Linked DNA regions of Sus scrofa: region 1 is linked to region 2. The links are chromatin contacts, called in public HiChIP or PLAC-seq maps. All regions are on one chromosome and are shown on one strand. Each heading gives the region's core, a stretch centred on a gene start, on an enhancer-like site or on the middle of the called end of the contact. The rest is flanking DNA. Distances are from core to core; before and after follow the strand shown.

The links. HiChIP or PLAC-seq counts read pairs in DNA pulled down with a chosen protein or histone mark.
Region 1: a contact with region 2 is called in an H3K27ac HiChIP or PLAC-seq map of skeletal muscle, with 5 times the contacts expected there. The contact joins two enhancer-like sites. A contact is called at or near these places in 15 of 47 Hi-C or Micro-C datasets (alveolar macrophages, brain, embryonic fibroblasts and 10 more) and 2 of 2 datasets of contacts at active chromatin or transcription factors (alveolar macrophages and skeletal muscle).

What each region holds. Positions count from the first base shown.
Region 1 is chr14:120,567,316-120,572,942 of Sscrofa11.1, reverse strand. ADD3 (gamma-adducin) reads right to left here. Exons shown (of 15, transcript XM_001924738.5): 4 at 4,814-4,965; 5 at 3,727-3,807; 6 at 2,749-2,898; 7 at 2,166-2,309; 8 at 1,954-2,052; 9 at 291-473. Among named protein-coding and RNA genes, the nearest start is that of MXI1, 74 kb to the left of the region's middle. Within about 2 kb of position 2,097, at least 4 of the 83 cell types and tissues checked have an H3K27ac peak or open chromatin away from gene starts, as enhancers often do. A contact at or near this core is called in skeletal muscle, where this site is marked.
Region 2 is chr14:120,331,024-120,336,865 of Sscrofa11.1, reverse strand. XPNPEP1 (xaa-Pro aminopeptidase 1) reads left to right here. Exons shown (of 21, transcript XM_003133180.6): 8 at 594-689; 9 at 2,800-2,881; 10 at 4,407-4,617. Among named protein-coding and RNA genes, the nearest start is that of XPNPEP1, 34 kb to the left of the region's middle. Within about 2 kb of position 2,560, at least 39 of the 83 cell types and tissues checked have an H3K27ac peak or open chromatin away from gene starts, as enhancers often do. A contact at or near this core is called in skeletal muscle, where this site is marked.

The sequences.
Region 1 (5,627 bases), core at 848-3,347, 240 kb before region 2:
TTTCTAGATATAAACTGGTTTTCTGGAGGCCAAATCTCAGTGCTCATTTACGTCTTTGTTCCTGGGTCTGAAGGCAATCTGCCTCCTGACTTTTAGTGGAAGAGGGTAAAATCTAGGATGACATTTGCATGTTTCACTGTATGATTCTTAAAATATACTGAATTCCTTCCTACGGTCTAACTATGCTCCCAGAGGAGTAAGGAGCATGCTCCAAAATCAAATGGAGATGGAACATCTGCTCTTGAATCTGAAAACATGAAATCCAAGTTTATGCTCAATTTTCCACCTACCAAATTGTCCAGAGTCCTCATCAGCCCTTCAAACTCAAGCTCGCCAATCTTCCATTTTTGATGGGAACCCATATTCACTCCTCCTCCTCCAGATGCTGCTACACTGTGAGTGAAAGCTTTGTATTTCTGAAGATCCAATACAAGTAGATTGTCTACACCACCTGCTCCTGCCAATGCCTGCACCTGTAATCAATGGCAAATTAGGGAACAGAGACTAGAATGAGTATTTTTTTTAAAAAGGCACAAGTTTGGAGCTCTCTTGTGGTATAGTAGGTTAAGGATCTGGCATTTTCACTGCTGTGGCATGGGTTCAATTCCTGGCCCGGGAATGTCCATATGCCATAGGCGTGGTCAAAAAAAAGGGCATAAGTTCAATTCATCAAATATCTGTAATAGTTATTTAGGCTACCAACAAAGAAATACACTTATGAAAGCAGGCAGCTTGAAGTATTGTTTCCATCTACCTATACCTTCCAGGACTCTGATCCTCCCTGATGGAAAACACATTTAAAGCCATACCTTTTAATATGGTTCAAGAAATGGAATTCTCTTGCCAAATTTTAAAGTTCTTTCCTTGCAGTTTACCCATAGCAATCCATTAATATGTTTGCTGAAAGTTATAATTTTAAAGGAATATAAGCACTATACTGTGAATCTAAAGATATTTAGGCAGAAGTCAGCTTGCTAATTTAACTAAGCTTTTCATAGCTTCATTTGAGGAGTGACTATTAAAGAAAAAAAATGTTGGTTGTTAAGACAAGCTAAAGTTGGTAGAGAAAGTTTTTCCCTCCTTTTTGGTGGCCATTCCAATAAATTCAGATTACTATCATTTGCTTCCAGAGAATCTGTGCAGGAGTTCCCATTGTGGCGCAACAGAAACAAATCCGACTAGGAACCATGAGGTTGAGGGTTCAATTCCTGGCCTCGCTTAGTGGGTTAAGGATCTGGCATTGCCGTGAGCTGTGGTGTAGGTCGCAGACGCGGCTCTGATCTGGCGTTGCTGTGGCTCTGGCGTAGGCTGGCAGCAACAGCTCCAATTAGACCTCCTGGCTTGGGAACCTCCATATGCTGCAGGTGTGGCCCTAAAAGCACAAAAGACAAAAAAAAAAAAAAAAAAGAGAGAGAGAGACAGAGAATCTGTGCATTAAACACATTCGGCTTCTCTGGGGGAAAAAGTGGTTAATAAATATCAAATCCATTATAATATTGAAGTTGAGGCTGATGAATCCCTGGACAGCTCATGAGTTCATAAAACTTCTGGCCCTGCCCTAACACTTTCAGGAAAATGGCCGCAACATATCTGATCTTTGATAACCGGCAGTCACCTTTGTTTCTTAATTAGCACCACATCACTAGAGGGTAAAAACAGACAAATTGTGCAACTATATATCTTAAAAATAGGATTATGATGAAAATTATGTTTATGAGGCACTTAGATTTGCTGTGTGTCTGTATGTGAATTTTAATTTCCTTCCTCCTGTTTTTAACTCAAGAGATACCTGAGTTGACCCTAAACTCAAGGGAAACAGAACTTCTCTTAAAAGACAAAACAAAAGCCATCAACTGATAGGACTCTGGAAATAAGTAAACACAATACCCAACTCAACAAATAACAAAGCAAAAAAAAAAAAAAAAAAAGAGGGGAGTAAAGGGTTTTTCTTACCTGAATCTCACAGGCTATCTGCACATTAAAAATATAATGAAAAGCCTCCTCAACTGTTTCCCCAAGGGCTACCACACCATGATTTCTGAGTACCAGCACCTAAAATAGAATCCCAAAGCAATCACTTTAAATAACTGGCATAGCTTACACTGCTTTCATCAACAGTAACAGCAACAAAAATAGCTCCTTAGTTAGAAAACTCTACTACATACCTTACAACTTGGTCCCAGAACTTTCTGCAGTTGAATTCTCTCCTCTTGTTCATCGAGTGACCCTTGGTAGTCATAATAGGCGACATCTCCCAGGATCAGGGACTCTTGAGAAATTGGAAGGATCCCACACTTCATGGAGGATACCTATTTGATTAGGTTCAGGCCAAGATAACACACATTTAGTTACTAATTACACTTTCATAGGAACTGTATTCTTCAGTCAGCTCAGGCTGTGTTTACCACTCCAGCTACCTCTGTTAGCTCTTTGCTTCTTCAAGAAAAAAAAAAAAAGAACTTGGGGATACTACACAATTTACATGTTGTACTGGATATCATGAAATAGGCTTTGCTCCAAAGAACTAAATGACCCAATTATTAAACTGTTTAGTTCAAAAATGCAAATGTTATCTCTCTAGTTGTTTCCTAGAACTGTAGCATTTAGTCCAAAGGGACTTTTTACTTTCTGGATATGCAGAGCATTAATACTCTGAAAATGATTTCAAATGGCAAAGTGTAAAGCATCAGGAAAGGAAAGACATGAAAATATACACTTCCCAGGGTCACTGTCCCTTCAGTGACTTACAGCTGCTGTTGCAAGGGTATGGACGTGTATCACGCACTTAACATCAGGACGTGTTGAGTAGATTGCAGCATGGGGACTGAATCCTGTATGGTCAATTTTTAAATTAGTACTTCCCTGATCCACTACTTCTCCTATGATATTGACTTTCACCTGGAAAAATCACAAAGACATAGTTAATTGGTACACATGCTTAAAGTTTCTTGTGTTCTGCAAGCTAAACCAGGACATGGCAAACTTTTTTGGTCAAAAGCCAGATAGCAAATATTTTAGATTTTGTAGGCCTCTATTGCAACTACTCAACTCTCCCGCTACAAAAGAATGGGTGTGGCTTTGTTCCCAGAAAATTTTAATTACAAAAACAGTCTGCAACAAAACTTAGTATTTACCAAGAAGTGCCATTTCAAGAAACTAAATAACTTAAGCTCTTCACTGAAGGTCTGGACAAGTCCATCATTTACTGAAATGGCTGGAAAACATCCACTTGTAATTAACACTGCAGCACTAGAACTAATGTAGTTCCTACTGTTCTAGAGGCTAACGACAATGGCTAAGAGTACAATTATGGAAAACAAAATGCTAGAATGTTGGATGCTAGTCTCACACCAAATGAACTTTGTTTAAATCTATCTATAAAATGTATAGTCTCTGTGTGTGTGTATGTGTGGTTTTTGTTTTTTCACACAAATTACAGGGAGTACGGGGTGAAAAAAAAATCAAAATATTCTCTTTAAAACATGAATAGGTTAGCTGATTAGACCAATTCATTTACTAGGCTCTTCAACTACCCTGTTTTTCTTGAACCCTAAAGCTTTTATTTAAAAAAAAAAACCACAATGTTAACTTTCCAATTTATTCCTGTTAACTAGTAAATGCTTTTCCATCTATACCTTTTCTTATTCTGTCCTGTACTAAAAGATAAAAACTGTCAGAAAAGCACAAGGAAGCACAGAAAAAATAATACAGGAACGAAAACTGTACCAAATTGGAGGCTGTGGCTTCAGAAAATGACAGACCTCTGGGAATTATTATTATGTGGTCTTGCTCCTTACTTATTCTTACCTGGGAGAAAGAGAAAAAAATATGGAATTACTATGAGGTGTTCATATTTTGCTGTGTAAACATGACTAGGAATATATTTACAACAAATAACTGTAAGAGATCTGGGGGGAGAAAACAAAGCAGAACTTAAAGGTGTACAACATGAAACTTTCTTTGAAAAGTTTTTTTCCCTCAAACCCTCAAGCACTTGCTAAAAATATCCTGACATTAGTTCCTCATACACTGGACTTACCTAAAGTGTCACTCTGGGGGTTTTAAGGTTGTTTAGGGTCAGCTATCTTCAAGAGAAATGAATGCCAATATAATTCAACCCAAGGTGGTAATGACTATAATCTTGATTTAAATATGCAAATTAAGGGCAAATGAGCAAAAGAAAGAAAACAGAATCTTTTCCTAAGAAGGAATTAAGGTAGAGATGGAAGGGCAAACTAAGGAACAGCCGGGAGGAAGGAAGGGCTGAAAAATTGTAGGAAGATTATACTTCACATCTGTGCCATTTTCATCACACAATATTTTCATACTTTTTTGTCTCCAAATATTATCTTGTTTCAAGTGTGGCAACATGAAAACAAGATGATGATGAATGGGAAAAATATCTTTCAAAAATAAAGACCAGGGAGGAAACTTCCTGACCCCCTCTATTTTCCCTGCTCCAATTGCTTTTTAAAGCATTTTAAAAATATCACTGTCTCTCAGATATCATTAACACAAAGAGGGAAAACTCTGCCTGAGGATTTCTTCCTGGATAAGTTCTACAACTGGTCTGAATTAGAGGAACAACACAGATAGTAAATGGAGAAAAAAGTTGGGGTAACTGCAGCCTCTCTCTTAAATATAAGGTTTAAATCAGGATGAGGTCCAGCATGCCAGGCTCAGAGGATAAGGTCCAAAAACTGCACTTCTGAGAAAAGGTGAGGACAATACAGTTGCTTTCAAGTTGGGATTTAAAAAAAAAAAAAAAAAAAAAAAAAAAAAAAAAAGAGGAAGTGAAAGCTGAAGGACTCACTGAGATATATGTATTTGCCAGGTGGGCCCATCCAAACAAGTCTGCAAGTCTGTACAGGCTGGCAAGTTTACAACGAGTAAGCTTTTCTCCCTTCACGTATGAGGATGTATCTGCCCCAGGAAGGTCATTGATAGGTGTGACCATGCCGAGACCTAAAAGAGGAAAAATTGTGGAGAGAGATTCAGGTCAAATAATTCCTTACCTGAAAATTAGTTGCCAGGAAGAAGCCTGAGTCTGGGAGTGTCCCAGACTGTAAATGATGGTCTGAAATTTATCAGCTCATACAATGTTTCTTTAGCTTATTATCCTTCAAAGAAGTACACTGAGAGTAAAAGAACATATCAGCTACCATCTTGCTGTTTCATCAAGTACTTGTTAGGGAGTGATGTTAGAGAGTTAAGTCACATGCTCTCAATGGTGAGAGCTTTTTTTTTTTTTTGGTCTTTTTAGGGCTGCACCCCCACCCCCCGCCCCGCAAATAAAAGCTCCTTCCCAGGCTAGGGGTTGAATCGGAGCTGAAGCTGCTGGCCTCAGCCACAACCACAGACAGGCAGGATCCAAGCCACATCTGCAACCTACACCACAGCTCACAGCAACACCGGATCTTTAACCCACTGAGCGAGGCCAGGGATTGAATTGATGTCCTCATGGATACTAGTCAGGTTCTTTACTGCTGAGCCACTAAGGGAACTCCATGAAAGCATTATTAACACTGAAGCTATTGCTAATTTTATGATGAAAAGATCTCAACAGAAAGCTACCTTTCTAATATCTCTTTTGACTTTATTCAAATAAAAACCATTTAAGAAAGCAT
Region 2 (5,842 bases), core at 1,311-3,810:
AGGTGTGATTTAAAAGTCAAAGTCACAGTAAGTTGTATGTAGAGAGTGCCTGGGTCTTAGCACTGAAAGGCTCTGGGAATGTAAAGGGGTGGGTATATTCTTCTGACCTCTAAGAGTCAGTGAGTTCTCTCTGCTGGGCTGTGTGTTCTCAAAGTTCCCTGTGCTTCCTCCATTGCAACAGTCTTTACAGAAGTGTAACTAATTGCTGGTTTAGTAATCTGTCTTCCCTCATAGGTTGTAAGCCCCAAGAGCGCAGAGATTGTGTGTAGCTCAGAGCTCCAACCTCAGTGACCGGTATGGTACCTACAGATAGTTGGGCCTGGAAAGTACAGATGCTTCATAGACATTTATTGGATGAACAAATGAATTAATCTTGCTGGTGAGGCAGTCAGGGCTCTCAAGAGTCAACTAGCTTAGACAGAGTTACTTCTCTTGTATGGGGCTTGAATCCAGGCCTTGGGTCAGCTCAGATAACATGTTCCTTAGGCTGTGGTGCTGGTTAAGGATGTTTGGAATGGCTTCTTTCACTTGGTTCCTGCAGAACTCTGGGACCAGTCCAGGGCTGGAGTCACAAGCAGGTTTGTTTCTTGCAGGCATCTCCTGGAAAGACAAGGTTGCAGACCTTCGGTTGAAAATGGCCGAGAGGAATGTCGTGTGGTTTGTGGTCACTGCCCTGGATGAGATTGCGTGTGAGTGCCCTGGTTTCACTGTTGGGGCATGTTCTCTAATCTCTCCATTGGTTCTTTGGGAATCTGTGGGTTCATGACTGGCCAGGGAATAAGCAAAAGACTTGTCACCAAGTGAGTGTACGATATGCCAAGTAGGATGGAGAAGAAATTATAGGGAGTGGGGGAGGGGGATCTGGAGCAGAATTACAGCCAGGGGCTAAGGTTAAAGTCATGGTAATGTTCCCCTCTGGCCATTGTACTCAGGCCTGTGACACCTCTGAAAAAGCACATTTCGTCCAAACTTCCTGGTCTGTCAACATTCATGTCTCTCTATACGTGTAACAGTGAGATCACAGGAGATATTTTTTTCTTTATACTTGCCTGTATTTCCCCAAGTTCTTCACAGTAATGATGTTCTAGAAATATTTCTACTTCAGAAAACTCAGGAATTAAAAGTTCTTCACCAGGCCTTTTCATGCAGTAGCAGTTTCTTAATCTTAAGCCCTGAAACGACCCCCATGGAATTGTTTAGTGCCTTCTAGAACCTAAAGGAATCTGGTTGAAGCTTCTTATTCTCTCTGCTGTTTTCTGATTGGATTTGACCCAAGGCACCTGAGAAGAGGCACTGTCTTATCTTTTTAGTTTCTCACTACAGAAAGAGAGCTTACTGTACAGTGTCCTTTCTCTCTAATCCCCAGCCCCCAGACTTGGTCAGGAGTATCAGTGATTTGTATCCCTAATTAACTTAATAATCTTAGCATCAGAGTAAATAACGTAGAAAGCTAATTTCTCCCTTTGATTATTTAAAAAACACATTTCCATTGTGGAAAATCTGGAGAGTGCAGAGGAAGTAGAAAGAAGAAAAAAAGTATCACCTGTGATCTTGTTACACAGAGAGAATCACTGTTGACATTCTGTGCATATGTGATTTTGTAGCTTGATTTTTTTCCCCCAGTGTATCAGGATACTCTACGCATATATAAGCATAATTTGCAGTGAATATTAAATATCCCACCATAGGATTGTATAATAATTTACTCAGCCATTCTCCTAAGTATGTCCTTTCAGTTATGTCCAGTTTCCTCATGATTTTATTTCAATGCTGCCATCAAACTTGGTGCATCAAAATCCATGTCTTAATGTCTGATAGTTTTCTTGCGGCTTCTGGTTGGCTTTTAGAAGTGGTATGTGTTGGAGGGTGTGTGTGTGGTAGGGCTTTTGACCGTCTTGCCATTTACCTGCCGGAATGGTCGCACAGTGGTGCATGAATACACCCCTCTTGCCACACCCTTGCCAGTCCCAGGTACTGTTGTTTAAAAAAGTGTTAGTTTGGTCCCATAGGTAAAACACACTGCCTCATCGCTTTACTTTGAGAAGCCGTGATTTTAAAGCAGAGGTGGTACTTTTACTGCAGGGTCCTTTCTACGTTCTGATCCTCAGGAGAGCAGACATTAAGCAGCTGGAAGTGCAGGGACCAGAGCTGTTCTCTGGTTTCTCAGACACACAGTGACCTCACCAAGCCCCCTGACACTGGCGGAGGCAGGTCCTCCACCCTGCCCTGGTCCACAGCAGACCCATGGGTGGGCCGCAGGCTCGGGTTTCATTCAAGGGCCAGAGCCCCGGCTGACTCACTGCTTTTGTTCCTCTGCCGGGAAGCTCCGCCTCCCTGGGGCTCCGTGACCCTCACACAGAGGCCTCTTTTGGCCTCCCTCATGGGTGGGTCTCAGTTTTTCTATCCAAGGCCGTTTGCCTCAGATGGGAGCCAGAAAGTGGTTTCTTGCCCTGGAGTAGGGAGCATCAGAGGTTTTCTGCCGCAAGGCCAGGCCTGACCCATCACCACCAGGGGGACCATTGCAACTCTTTGTTTGGAGGGCATTTCCCCTTTTCTGACTAATAACTCCCGCATTCCCTTCTCTGGACGGAGATGTGGCAGCATAAGAAACAGTTCTGGTGCCATCATTTGGCGGATATGAGCAACTGCAGCTCAGAGGTAGGACTAGGAAGAAAGGTTCCCAGCTTCTGAGAGAGATGCCACCCAGTCCTTCCCTAGCAAGTGGAACCCCGCTCACCACCCCAACAAGCTGCCCCTTAAACTCTCAGTCAGGCAGGTGACAGGAACTTTTTTTTCCAGGGCTCTTCAATCTCCGAGGATCAGATGTGGAGCACAATCCGGTATTTTTCTCCTATGCAATCATAGGACTAGAAACAATCATGTGAGTGCTGGCCCTGCACCTGAAAGTCCTTCTCCCAGCCCCTTGGAGCCCCGACCTCCTGCTCCGGCCCTGACGTGTGCTGACGCGCTGCTTTTCTCCTGCCCTTTCCCTTTCCGGCCTCTCTTCCTTCCCTTTCTTGCCTTCCTTAACAATAGGTATTTATTTATATCCTGCTTCTCTTTTAATCCTGAAAGTGATTTGAAGTCTCTGAAAGTCTCTATAGTACTAGGAGATTAAAAAAAAAATTGGTATTCGAGGACATCAGAACAAAACCAGAGAGTGAGGTCAGTTCACCAAATTCCTGCTGCAAAGTCTTGTTCAGGCTGCAGATTTGATTCTGATGCCAGGTTTTCTAGCAGCCAATGCCAGGGGGGCTGTGGGCTCCATTATGCAATCCTGGGTCTCCACTGCAAACAGACCCTGTCATTCGGAAGGTCAGAAGTGGTTCAGGAAACCGTCCCTGAGCTGTGCCTTGTTGAATCGTCAGTTTATCTTTTAAACTGCTGCTTGTGGCCTTCCTGCCATTGCTCTTCTATTTGAATGGCTTTGTACATTCAGACAACATATTTATTCAGTGCCTGCCATGTGCCAGGGTCTCTGCTAGGTGTTGGGGCAAATGAGACAGGGCCCTGGGTTGGAGTTGGAGTTGGGGAGATGAACTTAGGCGATTCATGCACATGGTGGGCACTGACTCATCAGTAGGATGGGGAGATGGGTATTATGGGAGGGGCCTGACTTGGTCAGAGGAGGCTCTTGGGGAAAGTGATATTGAAGCAGAGATTAAGGTACATGTGAGTTAGCTGGGTTAGGGGGCGAGGAGGGAGAGAATGGCGATCAGCAGAGGGAGCAGCGTTTTCAGAGGCTCTGGGCAGGGGAGAGCACAGTGCATGTGGAGGAGGCAGAGTGGTCCAGGATGGTTGGAACCTGGAGTGAGAGGCCCACAGGTGGGCAGGCCCCTTAAGGGAGGCCTTGTGAGCCTCCCTTAGCTCCAGAGCTTGGGCTCTTGTCCCGAGGGATGAGCTTCTCAAGGGAACCACTTGGTCAGGCTTGTAAATCATAAAGACTGTTATGATTAGGGTGAAATTATGGGGAAAATTATGATTGCTGTGAAAAATAGGGTGGATAGGGAAGGCTGGAGGCAAGGAGACCAGTTAGGAGGCTGTGGCACCACTCCAGGTGAGCAACGATAGTGGCCTGAACCTGGGCAGTGACTGGGCAAGGCCACAGCGAAAGCTGGAGAGGTTGGGGGTGGTCTAGGCTATAGGCTCAAAGATCTCAATAAAGGAGAGAGGAGGAGCATCAAAGAGGACAGTGCCCAGGCCCTGGCTTGTCACCTGGTGAAGGCGACAACATATACAGGGCAGGGGACACGGTTTGGGGAGCAGGGTTTGGGAAAGGTGGGGAGAAAGGAGAAGCTGCTTGCTTTGGATTGCCAGAAGACAGACCCACTTGTGTGCATCTGCGTTCTTGTCCTCTCACTCCTATGCCCGCCTTTCCTGTCACCTTGCGTCTGGCCCCTCTGCAGGCTCTTCATTGACGGTGACCGCATAGACACCCCCAGTGTTAAGGAACACCTGCTTTTTGACTTGGGCCTGGAAGCCGAATACAGAATCCAGGTGCTTCCCTACAAGTCCATCCTGAGCGAGCTCAAGGTCCTGTGTGCCAGCCTGTCGCCTAGGGAGAAGGTGTGGGTCAGTGACAAGGCCAGCTATGCCGTGAGCGAGGCCATCCCCAAGGTTGGTAGCCCCAGAGGCCCATCTGAACCTTTCATTCCAGCGGCCAGGCCCTTCCCAGGCCTGGCCTCGTGCAATTTGCTTTTGAAACAAAGGTTGCTTGGGCAGAGTTCCAGAACTGGCTGTTGGATCAGAGGTGTCATCTCCCTGGATGAGCCCTTTGGGCTAGAGGGAGGCCCTTAGAACCCACTGAGTCCTGTGTTTTCCAGAATGTGGCATGAGAGATGATTTTAGGTGGGAAACATTCAAACTTAGGTTTATTTATACATATCTATTTTAAAAGCATTTTAACAGATGCAGAGAGCAAACTAGTGATTACCAGTGGGGAGAGGGATGTGGGGAGAGGCAAGATAGGGGTGTCTAAACACTAGAGGCACAAACTACTATGTATAAAATAAATAAGCTACAAAGATATATTGTATAGCACAGGGAATATAATCAGTATCTTCTCATAACTTTAAATGGCATTTAACCTTTAAAAATTGTCAATCACTGGGTTGTACACACCTGAAACTTACATTAAAATATATGTCAACTATATTTCAATTTAAAAATGTGTATGGTAAAAATATAATTAGTCTATAAGACCATATATTATACAGATCATTTGTTAAGACAGAGTTGAGTTTAATAAACGAAGGTAATTGAAAGAGAATCTAAAGAAGGATATTACTCAGGGTCCGGGGGTAGGCGGCTAAGGTAAGACCTGTGCGGGTGGCAGGAGAGTGGCTAAAGTTGGGGAGACGCTAATTGACTTCCCCCATCACACTTTATAGTTCAAGAGACCTGAGGCCCTGGGCAGCTTTGGAAGCTAGGGGTTTGTCAGAGGTCAGATGATAGTGATAACCCTGCCCTCGACTGAGCCCCTGCTGGTGGTGGTAAGCAGCTGACACCTGTTTCCCCACCACCCCCCTCCGCCGCCGCCCCATTTTAACTAGAGCCTGGGGCAGCAGTCCACACCACCTTAGTTGTATTCTTTTTAACTGTCCTACCTTGGGCCTCTGGCTGCCAGGTGGCCTGTGCCAAGGCCAGCAATGTCCTCTCTTCTCCATTAAGCAGTGGGCCATCCTGGGAGGAGTCTAGGCTTGGCCCTCTAGACCTGGCTTGCCCTTGCACCTGGTCACTATCACACTGTGTGACACAGTTACTCAGAGCTTTACTTCCCTGGGGATCCTGCCTGCCTTTGTTTCCTGAGGGGTTAGGTAAGTGAGAGAGAGAAGCAAGGAGA